2 separate regions of the Drosophila melanogaster genome follow, and region 2 is linked to region 1. A link is a contact called in public Hi-C data. All regions are on one chromosome and are shown on one strand. The core of a region is the stretch at or near the end of the contact, and the rest is flanking DNA. Distances in the headings are between cores, read along the strand shown.

Region 1 (2,692 bases), core at 62-2,561:
CCGAAGTGAATCACACTGTCTGCATCCACATGGGCAGCCGCAATCTCGTCCACGCAGCAGCTTCCGTATGTGGTGTCCGCCAGGATGAAGACTTTCACGTCCTCCGGCGCAAGTAGCTCCTTCAGGCCCACACTAATTGCATTGCTGTGGGGCAGATAGTCGTCTGGGAATTGCAGGCAAACCTAGAAGAATACGCTTTAGACGGTAATTCCAAAAGCGTAGCCGATAAACACACCCTTTTGTAACCACTTTTGCGAATCCAATCTACGCTCGATCGCCGGTGGTTTTCGTTCCAGATCTGTTCCAAGGTCACCGGCTGCTCCACTTCCGCCTGACGCTCCAGGGCGGCTGTGTCCGAGCTCGAGAAAGCCGATGCTGATGTTTCGGACGAGGTCATTTCAAATCACTTTCTACTCAAGATTCCTTTGTCCAGTAAAAAAGTATCAAATGCATGCAGCAAAATAAACAAAGTCAAGATAACACCGATGCATTAGACTGGATTAGAAATTGAAACGGACAAAGAGAAACGAAACGCAACTTTGTTATACACTCACGAAGTGTATATTAGTTATATTAGAGAACGGATATATTGTAATAAATAAATATATAAATTAAAGTACAAAAAACCGAAGTCGCTAAAAGTTCCTATTCAAATGCTAGATCCCAATTTAAATCATCTGTTAGTAAATAAAAATATAAAAATCAGAATAGTTAATTTTATTTTAAACCAGTTTTGGTTTAATTTAAATTAAATAAAAACCAGAATGCCTGATAGTATTTAAAGTGTTTTCATTTAAAACATTGTTGCTTATTCCTAAAATTATAAATTAACATGTAAACTATTTAATTCAATTAACCTGAAGAAAAATAATGCATATCTGAGTTATTTATAAATTATATTAAGTAAAGCAAAAACCTTATATTCAGGAATATAAAAAAACTCATTGACCTTAGTAGAGATTCATATCTTAAAAATCGACGATTTTGCAAATTATAATTTCTTTAATGAAAGTGTATCACGTGATCAGTGTTCTTGCTAATTTGGTTGGAGGACAGACTTACCGAAGACTCAACCCCGAATACTGCGTGACCACAAAAGTTCGCTTGCTCGTTTGAATTAATTTCTGTTGAAGCGCAATAAACAATTTAAAAATTCAAAAAGTTTATAAACCTAAGTCCTGTAATGTTTTCCCCGATACAATAAAAAGCTTACTAAAGAAGACATTCAGGTACCCCCTCTTTTGACCAACGTCCAGTCACTGATCTTGACCCAAATTTAAGTTTCACGCGCCTACCAACACTTGTTGCTTTCTCCATTTCACCTACCAACATTTCACCAAACTATATTAGCAGTCCAAAAATATGAAAAACCAAAACCTTCGCTGCATCGTAACCGATTGTTATAAGAGTGGTCAACAGGATAGTAGCTCCATGTACAAGTTCCCCATAAATCCGGTTGTCCGGCAGAAGTGGTTGGATAATATTGCGGACATAAAAGATATTAACTTGTTCAATAGTCGGGTGTGTAGGCGGCACTTTGAGACACAATGTTTTGGCAAGACCAAGGTGTTTTCCTGGGCAGTTCCCACACTTTTCTTGAGTAAGTGTATCGAAGCAGCCTCCTAGATAGCTTCCTAAACCTGTTCTCTTCATGATTTAGATACAAAAGAGGTAGTGCACCAGGTCAGTAAGCCAAGCAGGAACTCCTTCATTCGCAGATGCAGCGTCAGGAACTGCTCCTCACGATCTCCTCCAGAACGACTGCACTTCTTTCCCTCGAATCCCGAAATGCGCAAGGCATGGATGGAAATATGTCGGCTTACGGTGGACAACAAGTGGCTGTTTATTTGCGGCAGACACTTTCGCCGGACTTATCTGCCAAACAAGGGAAACCTTAGAAAGGACGCCATTCCAGAGTTCCACTTAGGAACGGAGGAGGAGGATCCCCTCGGAAAGAGCATCAAAAGTATGAAATCATGTGCTAATAGAAGTAATATCAGTTTCAAGAGCGAGGATTCTGGCATTGACGAGGAAAGCTTTAAGGAGAGTAAGCCTCATAATAATCCATGCGCCAATTGCCTTGATCTCCAACAGCAATTGGCAGCAGCTCATCTTCGCATTCAGCAACTTGAGGAAAGAAGGCAAGAGGAGACAGACAGTGATGATGATGAGGAGGGGGAGGAGGAGGAGCACATATTCATGCTAATGAAGTAGACTATTGCTTCCCTTTATCCCTTAAAGTATATTTATTTTAGTGCATATCCAGTTCGAGTTCAATCAGTCGCTTGTTCGTGTCGTTGGGCAGGCGATACGGCATAGTTGCTGCCATGTTGGACAGGGCTTTGGCTCGCTGCCGGAGTTGCTGCATCTGGGTCTGTTCCAGCGAGCTGCCTGATCCTGCCTTCAGCTGCTTGTACTGCTTCTGGGCGATCTCCATGGCGGCCACTATAACGTCGGGCAGGACCTTGATTACCTCGCCGCTAAGTTGCTTCACATTGCCCAGTACAACATCGACATCGTCCAACGTATTGGGCACCAACTGGGTTTGCCTGAGCAGATCCAACGCTGCATTAAATTTTCCGTCATGATAGAAGTTGAAGAAGATAAGCAGATCCTGCAGCAGCACAAAGCTGCTCTTCATCTTGGGTTCCACATCGATGCTGTCGCTAGCCAGCAGCTGGTTGAATCTCTG
Region 2 (2,692 bases), core at 134-2,633, 320 kb after region 1:
TATTGCACTGATTCCGCAGATTCCGCTTGTGGCCCTGCACCATGTGCTTGCTAAGTGCCTCCTTGGAATCACAGCGTATTCCACACTCCGGGCAATTGTGGGCACCATGACTGGCCTGGTGTTCCGCCAAGTGATCCGGCGACACGAAGACCTTTTCGCACTCATTGCACTTGTAGTTGCGATTAATGCAGCCCTTTTGGCGTCTGTGGATCATCAACGATTTCTCCACCGCGAATCCCGCATTGCAACGATCACAGTGATATTTGAGCTCAGGGGTAGTAGCTGCTCCTGACGTTGTGCTTGGCCCGTTTACTGTTCCCGCTCTTGGCGCGCTGAGTTTTCGCTGTGTTCCTAACCGATGCTGTTTGGGGGAAGGCTCTGCATCTGACGGCGGTGTAGCCGGTACATCCTGCTTGACAACTCCGCGACGCCGTGAGGTGCGCTTAGCCGACTGAGGTACTTGTTCCTTCTCTAATTCGCGTGCTTCCTCCTTAGAACCCACAGGAGTCTGATGCTTATCGTTTTCCTGCTGCGTTAGAAGCTTGGCAGCGCTCTTTCTGGTGGTTACCTGCGGAGCGGTTACTGTGATGATCTCCGCCTCGTTATCGACACCTTCGAAGATGGCCAGGTTACATTCCCTGATCTGCTGTTCCAGCTCGTGGTCGTCGCCTTCGTAAATAACATTGGTTTGGGTAAACACAACTTCCTTTTCGTCCTTCAAGTTCCCCTGGACCTGCAGGATGAGGCTGGTGGTCTTTTCGACGGGCTCATCCGGCAGCTCGTAATCGAATACCTCGCCCTCGCCTTCGTAGTCCAGGTCCACTGAAATCGTTGACTTAATCAGGCTGGTATTCTGTTCGGCGTCTGTGGTAGTCACTGCGTCCGTTTGCACGGAGGCTGTGCATCTGTCCGGCTCCCAGCTAGTGGTCTGCACAGCCTGGTCCGTCGTGGCCACTGGACAACTGATAGACACCTTGCTATCGGGCTCCTCCGGCAACGCATTCGGCAGCAATTGGCGCAGGGTGCGACTGGAGTTCTCGCACTTGATCTTGAAGGTATAGCAATTGGAGATTTCACTCAAACAGCTTAGGCACACCTTCTCGGGCAGATTATCGTTGCGGCGGGGCTTGAAAACGCGAATTAAATCGAGATTAACATGGAAATCAGGATCACTCGGCGAAGGCAACTCACCTTGGTTTTTGTGAACTCCCGGATCATGTCCGCCAGGCAGCTGCCGGATCCGCCGTCGTAGATGGACAGGAGTGGTCCCGTGGAACTCAGGCAGGTAAGACAGATCTTGTCCACATCCATTTCGCGACGCAATCGGTCAAATGCAGAAACAAAATAAAACAATTAAATAAATGCAGTATGGCTGAAGTTTGTTACGCTGAATATACCGATGCATTTCAAGTGCACCTGGTCACACCTTTAATGCTGTTGGCGGCCTTCGCGCAATTCAAAAAATAATTCTAATGAGTAAAGAAGAGTATTAAATAATCTAATTTTATGGCGATAAGTGCATTGAAATAAAATTATTTCAAATGTGAATCGTATATATACAAGAATCTGGGCTTATTCTTGTTTCATCTAATTTTTTTACTTATTAACAACAAATAATTCTTTTCCCAATCGATATTGAGTTATATTAAATTGTGATCACGAGAGTTCGGCTCATCTCTATAGATTAGAATTGTTTCGACAAAAGATAAGCTCTTTTGACCATAATCAGAAAAACACAGGTTATAAAGATTTCCCACTATGTCGAAATCCGGAGAGTTTACATTCCGGCGTGCTCTAGCTGAAGATATTAAAGATGTGCTCTCCATGATTCAAGTTGAGTTTTATAAGATTCCTATTTTAATACCAATTTGAGATACTTTTGAATTGATCTGCAGGAACTGGCTGACTTTGAGAAGATGAGCAATGGTCCCCAGCTAACAGAGGAAGGTAAGAGATGGCGAAACCCTTACCATAGTAATGAAATAATGGTAAAGTAATGGATTGTAATATGACAGATCTTAAACGAGACGCAGGACTCACTGGTGGCCAGGAGTATTGTGAAGTCTATGTGCTTGTAGACAACGATACTGAGTAAGTGCTGTAGTTCTTGGCATGACCTGATTAACTTGTGGGCTTGTTCTCCTATTCTAGTCAGGCGATTGGGTACTCCATTTGCTACAAGGCATACTCAACGTGGCAGGGACGGTACTTCTTCGTCGAGGACATCTATGTCCGCCCCGAGCACCGTAAACGCGGCGCCGGAAAGCGAATCTTCTTGGAGGTTGCATCGCGGGCTGTAGAGCTTCAGTGCCCTCGCCTGGAGTTTAATGTACTGGAATGGAATCCTGCACGCAAGTTCTACGAAAGTCTTGGTGCCGTGGATTTGACAGATAAAGAGGGCTGGCACTACTACCGCGTGGAGGAGCAACAACTGGCCAAATTGGCCGCGGATCTGAGGGCAAAAAAATCTTAACTTGATTTGATTTTCAATTTTTACTACTTTATAGTAGGGCGATAAATAATTAATAATACTTGGCCATGGGCCATATGTGCTATGAGTACATTGCAATTAATTCGTTTGGCTTCTCATTGATCCCCCGCCACACTTGCGATGACATGGATCTGCATGCTCTTCGTGGAGTTGTAGACTTGACCGGGCGGAAAGGGATGCACCTTGGAGTGGCCATCGGTT

Evidence for each region. A called contact is a pair of places that touch in the nucleus more often than the background predicts.
Region 2: a contact with region 1 is called in a Hi-C map of the S2 cell line, with 2.5 times the contacts expected there. The contact joins the promoter of CG6654 here to the promoter of CG14860 in region 1. A contact is called at or near these places in 41 of 107 Hi-C or Micro-C datasets (the Clone 8 cell line, the D17-c3 cell line, the Kc167 cell line and 17 more) and 3 of 6 datasets of contacts at active chromatin or transcription factors (all in the Kc167 cell line).

What each region holds. Positions count from the first base shown.
Region 1 is chr3R:14,893,473-14,896,164 of dm6, forward strand. CG14860 reads left to right here and starts at 1,312. Exons shown (of 2, transcript NM_142146.3): 1 at 1,312-1,600; 2 at 1,661-2,692. The coding sequence starts at 1,363. The coding sequence ends at 2,214. Dph2 (Diphthamide biosynthesis 2) reads right to left here and starts at 482. Exons shown (of 2, transcript NM_142145.4): 1 at 236-482; 2 at 1-182. The coding sequence starts at 397. It overlaps Nup93-2 (Nucleoporin 93kD-2), which reads right to left. Exons shown (of 4, transcript NM_142147.4): 4 at 2,231-2,692. The coding sequence ends at 2,252.
Region 2 is chr3R:15,212,275-15,214,966 of dm6, forward strand. It overlaps CG6654, which reads right to left and starts at 1,384. Exons shown (of 3, transcript NM_142172.3): 1 at 1,192-1,384; 2 at 1-1,126. The coding sequence starts at 1,311. CG4210 reads left to right here and starts at 1,700. Exons shown (of 4, transcript NM_142173.2): 1 at 1,700-1,833; 2 at 1,896-1,947; 3 at 2,016-2,091; 4 at 2,152-2,571. The coding sequence starts at 1,759. The coding sequence ends at 2,473. SIDL (Shal Interactor of Di-Leucine Motif) reads right to left here. Exons shown (of 6, transcript NM_142174.3): 6 at 2,488-2,692. The coding sequence ends at 2,587.